Linked DNA regions of Astyanax mexicanus: region 1 is linked to region 2. A link is a contact called in public Hi-C data. All regions are on one chromosome and are shown on one strand. The core of a region is the stretch at or near the end of the contact, and the rest is flanking DNA. Distances in the headings are between cores, read along the strand shown.

Region 1 (4,061 bases), core at 991-3,490, 130 kb before region 2:
ATTCTATTACAAGCTTTTTTATGTCTTTCATTTGATTTTCACTTAAAATAAAATGAAAAGAAAAAAGAAGAATCGGAGAGAAAGAAGGAGTAAAGTGTAAATCAGTTTTCTGGTTTAAGTATAATAGTAAGCTCTATTTATATAACACCATCATGCTCTATAAATGCAAAAAATTTGAGCAATAGCAGAATAACCGAACATTATTAAAATACCTTAAATGCTAATGTACATATAAAATATATATAATGTATGTAATATTAAAGTAAAAACAGTATAATCTCTTTTTTTTTACACATTTTTACACACATCTCTATTAGAAACACCATGATTCTTCCTAAATTTGGACCTAGAATTCAGCACTGGATTCTGGATTCATGGTCCACATAGTCGTGACAAATAATAATTAGTATCATGTTTATTTTGAGAGTTTGTATTAGAACAATCTCAAATTCTATATTGTGTAGAATATTTGTATATATGTGGCATTTATTTTTTGTTGTATTATTCTTTCCCACGCTCTCTCTATCACTCTATATATGCAGTATATTTTTGGTCTTCCTTTCTTGGGTGGTCCTGATGAGAGCCAGTTTCATCATATGTTTTTGATGGTCTTTGCGGCTGCACTTTTGGATACTTTAAAAGTTCTTGAATTTTTTTTTATTGGCTGAGCTTCATTTTTTAAAGTAATTTGTTTCCTTGCCTTGTGTGTCTGTGTGTGTGTGTGTGTGTGTGTGTGTGTGAGAGAGTTAATTTCGTTGACAAATAATTTGTGTCATAGTTTTACAGTCAACAACCATTTTTCAAGACGAAAATGAGACGACAACTAAATTAAAACAGCATAAAATAATAACATTTTCATCACAGAATAAAAACGAGACAAAAATGTTTGGCAGGGAGGACATCCAATCAGAACTGATTTAGTTTTTTGAAAGGTAGGGAAATGTTTGTGAAAGATTTGGAAGAGATCCAATCACTACTGCTTTAGTCAAAATTTGTTGTCAAAATTAACACTGGTGTGTCTTATTGGTGTGTAATATTGGTATGTGTGTGTGTGTGTGTGTGTGTGTGTAGTGATTCTGTATGATGTGAATGTTAATCTTTATCACTCTGCTGGGTCTCAGGTTGGCGTGGGTTGAGCTCATTGGTGGTGGTGATCAGTGTTTTCAGCAGTAGTGTGTGAGAGATTCGTGGTCCTCAGCGCTGAGATTAGCTGCTAATTCAGGCATGGGTTAGATTATAGCGCGGAGCGGCTCCGGACTACAGCGCTGACCACGGATCAGATTACAAAACGGGAACACGAATCAGATTACAGCTTCACCAGCGTTCTGACCTGGAGCACTGGCACTGCCTGCCAGACTCCACACTGTGTAACGTGACAGTTTCCAATACTTACAGTGAATAAACATATTTGAACCCAATTTTAGCGGTCTTTAATATGAGCCATCACCAAACACCACTTAGCTTGATTTAGGGTATATTGTTGTGTCTTTGCTATTGTAAAAGCGTGAAAAGTATGCCTCGCACTGCTCGAAAAGCGCAAAATGCTTGTACTAACTTAATTAATCATAGGTGTGTTTAGGGCTTGGTGTGCAATAAACCAATCAGCGTGTCACTTTTCATTCACTTTACTTTATTTACCGCATTGTGCAATGAACATCTGACAGTTGACGTCTGTCTAGGTTGTATTCATTCAGATGCGCACCTGTGTTTTCCATTGCCAAGATAGCAATACACCAGAAATTCTGAAGTCTGAACACACCTCGTTTCGAGATCACTACGACCCTTGGCGTAGATATGTTTACAAGCATTGTTGCTTTTTAAACAATACAGGTCGAAGATAGAGAAAAAATAGACAGTTTTTAGGGTGGGTGTAAGATCCTAGAGGAATATTAACCTTATTAACTTCAAATAAGATGCTCTGAGACAAGATGCTTGGTCCAGGACGAGAGATTGGGTGTACCAAATAAGTATGCTAGTCTAGCTCCGCCTCTGGACTTTACTCTGAAGACTCTTATTGCAAATTTGAAAACATGGTGAACATTTTTGGCTTCGTTTCTTCTTATTATTATCACTATAAAGTGTTTACTCTTTATTTTTCCTTTGCTGCAGAACCATGTGGAGTGGCCAGAACGACGGAGACCAGCATGGTCATGTGACCGCAAGAATGGAGACCAGTTTGCCGATGGGCACCCCCAGTATCTCCATCTCCCAGCAGCAGGCCCCAAAGAAGTTCGCTCCTGTGGTTGCTCCTAAACCCAAGTTCAACCCGTACAAATCGCCGGAGGGAGGACTCGAGGGTGCAGGTAAGACCACGGTTTGGGACCTGTACAATGTTTTTGCATAAACTAAAGAAAATGTGATACCTGTGAAGTCATATGCAAAAGTTTGAGCACCCCCTGGTTAAAGTGTTGTGGTTTTGTTTTGTTGTTAGTCAGTGAAACGAAGTACATCATCTACATAAAACATCCTTTCATTAACCTGTTTGTGCAGAAACACCCCCAGCACAGTTCTGGCTGTGTAAAGTAGAATGAAAATGAGCACACACTTGATATTGTGTAAAGAGCTTAATACACAATTGCTTTTTATTGGTGTAATTTAACCCCTTATGCTTCTCAGAATGTATTACACTTCTGTTTAGGTGACACCATGGCATCACAGTGTATTTCACACAGTTCCAGGAGCATGGAGTTGAGGGTTCAGCCCCCACATTCTGTAGGACACTGTCTGTAGACACCATGTGGTTGTACATAACAAAAAAATTATGTTATCTTCTTCTATTGTATTACTAGACTTATTAATTCTTTCAATTATTCATTAATTTATTGATAAGTCCATTATTATTGAATTTCTCTTAAAAGGTTTTTACTTATTTTGAATATGCTAGTTGTTCTGTGCATTGTTTCATATTATTTCAGGCCGTATTATTTCTGAGTAGAGAAGGGATAAAATATTGTGTTTAATGGTACCAGTATGCTGGAACAACCATCCTTGCTAAGCCTAATATATTCATTCTAAAAACTGGGGTGTCAGGTTGCTTTTCGCGGGAGTTCTTATGGCCATGTCACATGTTTTTATGCACTTACGTCACACGTACAGCCTCTAAAAGAGGATCTGGCTCAGTTTTACTGAACGCGAGCGACTGGTGGAGCAATGGAGACTTCAGAAGGGGAAACTACTTAGAGCTCAGTAGCTCATTCACTCATAGTAAAACCAAAAGTGAAGTTTCTAAATGAGTGTGCTCTGCCTCCAATAATCTGGAATCGGATTTATCCACTCTGAAAGGAGACCGCATCACACCCGCCCAGTTTAAAACGGTTCTTCCGCATGTTCAGTACAATTACCCAATTTTACTAGAGAGGGCCCTAAATCCCAAATCCCAAAACTTACCGACATCAGCTTTTTTTATTGTATTTTTTTCTGTTTTTTAAAAAAACAAGAATTTTATTATACTGACAACACAACATTTCTAAATTTTTTTCTTATTGATTTGCATTAATGTCGCCTATTCTTAGGTCATACCTATCTGGCTCCCTCTGTCTTGGGTTTTAATTGAACATGCTAACTTAATTAGTGAACATGTCTGAGTATCAGCGACATTGAGTGTTCATTAATCTGGATATTCCTTTAGTTTATAAAAGAGCCTAAAAACAGAACTTTGTCTGCAGTGGATAATGTCCAAACCTCAGGGGTCATGTGATGTGGACATTCTGGAGGGCGTTTGAAAGAGCAAATTCAATTGCAGTGGCATATCCTCAGTGTCTGACGAGCCAGGCCCGTACCAAAAATATACCCAACTCTTCTGCCACCTCTTTTAGATAGTAGAGACAGTTACTCCAGCAAAAGCAGAAAAGAGAAAAGATTTCTGTGCACCATCATAACTGCAAAGAGAGCTTCACTCAGTATAATACAGTACAAATGGCAATTACTGGGTCCAAGCACATCACATTCTTAATGGTATTAACAATCCTTAATATATAGGTTTCAGATGTCAGACACAATAAATAAGCAGCTGGCCCCATACTTTTGTCCATATAGTCAACCATATAGTTACCATTTTATGT
Region 2 (3,762 bases), core at 252-2,751:
TTTAGACTGGTGAGAAAAAAAACTGAGGCCAGTTTCACTGGCATACTCACCATTCAGTCATGCAGATCTGATGCCAATAAGTAAATGTCCAGTGCTGCGCTAACGTAACTTTATAACGTTACGCAGGTATAGAGCGTACATTCCGTACATTTTATACTTACGGTCAGGATATGTCTCTGACCGCCTCCCAATGTGGTTTGAGTGATCCAATCGTAATTTGAGCACAATGCATCCTGGCTGTGTTTACGCCTGCTGAAATCTGATCATGATCTGATCATGAAGAGCACATGATGATGTGAGGTGTAAACAGTTCACACAGTGCTAACAGTCAGAAGTGCCTTGTACTCGTTCCACTGCACTCACTGCACTAAGAAAAATATGTCAGTTAGATTAGACAACTGTATTCTATACACATAATGATTTCTGATTTGAAAAGCTTAAGAATGAATGTAAAACTAATATTTGGTCTGTCTTCATAAATCTTGTGTTAGAATCTGAATAAATGGTTTACATTTTGACACATGCCTTTATACTGCTGTAACTTGAATTGTCATCAATAGGTTCTAGTAACACTTTACATTACACATTATTTGGTATAGTGAGGGCAGAGAAAATATGCTTTGCTTGGCTCAAAACACAAAAAAGGCGTGTACTAATTCTCTTAATTAATCTTGGGTGTGTTTTGGGTGTATTGTGAAATAAACCCAGTCATCAGTGTGCCAGTTGTCATTTCCCTTTAAGAACCAGATGCTCTCTGGCTTGGTGCTTTTGTGCATCTCAGCAGAGGATACTAACCTGTCAGGTTGTCAGGGTTTTAATCAGTCAGTGGAGCTCCTGTGTTTTCCGCCATCAAAATAGAAACACGCCAGAAATTTACCTGAACACACCTCACTTACAGACCACCACAGGGTAGATCTATTCCTAAATTCTGACTCTATTTTAATTATTTTAAAAGGTATGAAAATAGACTGTTGAAGGGGTGTAAGATAGCAATGAGTATCACATCACGTTTTACGCAGGTTATACGATAGGGCCCTCAATGTATTAACTTGGTTCAGTTATTTTAATTAGTTGATGGTAGATATGTTGTTGTTAGTACTGTTAATTAATGTACCCTTATTTTAAATTGTTACAAGTGCAACTTAAAATCAATTTTTTCTTGCTTTTTGTGAAATATTATAGGTGTCTCTGAGTTGTAAATGATGCTGCGCGTGAAACTGTTCTTCAGTCTTCCTTGTCTCCAGTAGCCAGTAAAAGAAAATCCTCAGAAATACGAGTTGATCAGAAAGACGTTAGGGTGTCTACGTCAACCAATGACTTCATGGCCTCGCCCACCTCCGCTCAGGACCGCCCACAGAGCTGAACCTGGGCTACAGCATTAGGAGCTATAGCTAATGAGGAGCTAACAGCTCTGTTTACTTTGTTTACAGAGCTAGTTTGACAGCCGTTATTCACGCTGCTGTGGGGGTTATTTGGGCGGCTATAGGTAGGGGATTAATCGTGCTGCCGCGGGAGACCGACATTGCGGGCGCGAATATGGAATGAGACCTTTTAAAGTAGCTGGATTCTTTAGAAATTCATTAAAAGGAATGCCCATAAATATCTAGACATGCTATAGATAACATACTAAGGACTGAGGAAGGCCCTCCTCCAGCACAGTAGACTTTGTGAATGTTTTAATTTTCTAATGTCTAATGGATTTTACACAGTTCTAACATAGATGCCACCCAACGCTGTGCCGTCTAATGCTGGCACTCTTGATCTGATTCGCCGTGAGCCCATCCAATGCGTGATGTAATCAGGTGTACACCCCCCCGAGCTTTCACACAGAACTACCCTGATTTGCTGTTACTTCACTCTAAACTCTCCAACAGCCATGCTGGCTCTGGATCCGCCCCTTTTAATGTCTTTTAAATGAGTGCACGGGAAACTCCGCCCCCTCTGGTACCGCCTCAGGGCATTTCAGGACACTGCCCGCACCTCTGGAGCCTCGCCGTTCCGGAGACGACCCAAACTGCTGACCACAGCGCTGAGACTGCCTCCATTTGTCAGAATGGGATTAGTGTGAGTGTGTGTAAGTGTGTGTGTGTGTGTGTGTGTTTTTGAGTGCGTGTTTGTGTGTTTTTGTACGTGTGTGTGTGTGTTGTCCTGTGCTCCCATTAATAATAAAACACTGACACCCTTCTGCTCCACAGCCAGACATCACCACAGTAAATTATAGCCATGATCAATCTCTGTCGTCCTCCCTCTCTCTCTCTCTTTCTCTCTTTCACATTCTACACACACTTTTCCATTCCCTCTCTCCGTGGCTCAGTAGATACTCTAATCAAACTTCTCATAGTATTATAAATTAATACGATTCATGAAAAAAATTATAGCTGTTGATATGAATTGTATTATAAGGTTATGTTCACACAGCAGGTAAAAGTGGCCCAAATCTGATCTTTTTGGTCATACATGATAAAAGTACGTTATCTGGGTGTCAGTGAAGAAAATATACGGCAGCAGTGAGTAAAGAGTGCAGTAATGAGAGAGTAAAGTAACAGAGCTCATTAATATTCAGACTATTGTTTCTGTTCTAATAATATTAGAAGGCCCTTTATAACAATCAGTAAGTGTTTCTAATGAAATAGCTTTTTGGTATTTTTAGACTCTAAGTAATGAAAATAAAAAGCTTTAAAAAACTTTGCTTAAAATATAAAAGTATTGTGTTTATACTATACTATAATTATACAGCTCTGAAAAAAGAGGCCAATTAAAAATCATGAGTCTCTTTAATTTTACTAAATTACAATCCTCTGAAATGTAATCAAGAGGAAGATGGATGATCACAAGCCATCAAACCAAACTAAACTGCTTGAATTTTTTGCACCAGGAGTGATGAAAGTTATTCAAAAGCAGTGTGTAAGACTGGTGAAGGAGAACATGATGCCAAGATGTATGAAAACTGTGATTATAAAACAAGATTATTCCACCAAATATTAATTTCTGAACTCTTAAAACTTTATGAATATGAACTTGTTTTTTGGTATTTCAGCCATTTCTTAATTTTTGCTAATAAATGCTCAAAATTACAATATGTTTATTGAGAATTTGGGAGAAATGTTGTCCGTAGTTTATAGAATAAAACAACGTTCACTTTACTCAAACATAAACCTATAAATAGCAAAATCAGAGATGCTGATTCAGAAACTGAAGTGGTCTCAATTTGTTTCCAGAGCTGTATATGTACTTTAAATTAACTATAAATGTAACTATAAATTTGGAGATCAGTTAATTCCACTGAACTGCACTTTAAAGCAATGGTATGAATCCATAATATAGTAGTAAGTTTCCCCTTAATATTTTAATACATACATTTCCCTAATACTTTTGCTAGTACTTTAACTATATTTATCTGTTTTAAACTCTTGCCAGTGTTTATTACCCTGACCTGAGGACTGACGCTCTGCCACAGCATGAGTATAGTATCAGTATTGTACTGTAATACACTTCTGCATAACAGTGGCCCCTGCTGGCAAGCAGTGCTATCAGCAGCCTGACTTACACTTCATCAACCCACTCCTTCTCTACACACACACACACACACACACACACACACACACTCACACTGACTTCCTAACTGTATCACACACACACACACACACACACACACACACACACACACACACACACTGTATAATTCAATATTCAGTACCAGTCAAAAGTTTGGACATGCCTTCTCATTCAGTGTGTTTCTGTATTGAACTCCTTCAAGACACT

The links. A called contact is a pair of places that touch in the nucleus more often than the background predicts.
Region 1: a Hi-C map of muscle shows a contact between it and region 2, with 10 times the contacts expected there. The contact joins two enhancer-like sites. A contact is called at or near these places in 2 of 3 Hi-C or Micro-C datasets (both in muscle).

Annotation. Positions count from the first base shown.
Region 1 is chr5:47,764,345-47,768,405 of AstMex3_surface, reverse strand. lpp (LIM domain containing preferred translocation partner in lipoma) reads left to right here. Exons shown (of 12, transcript XM_022675482.2): 4 at 2,110-2,303. The coding sequence starts at 2,114. Among protein-coding and RNA genes, the nearest start is that of lpp, 110 kb to the left of the region's middle. Within about 2 kb of position 2,240, the one cell type or tissue checked has an H3K27ac peak away from gene starts, as active enhancers do.
Region 2 is chr5:47,638,885-47,642,646 of AstMex3_surface, reverse strand. All of the region lies in intron 7 of lpp (LIM domain containing preferred translocation partner in lipoma), which reads left to right. Among protein-coding and RNA genes, the nearest start is that of lpp, 240 kb to the left of the region's middle. Within about 2 kb of position 1,501, the one cell type or tissue checked has an H3K27ac peak away from gene starts, as active enhancers do.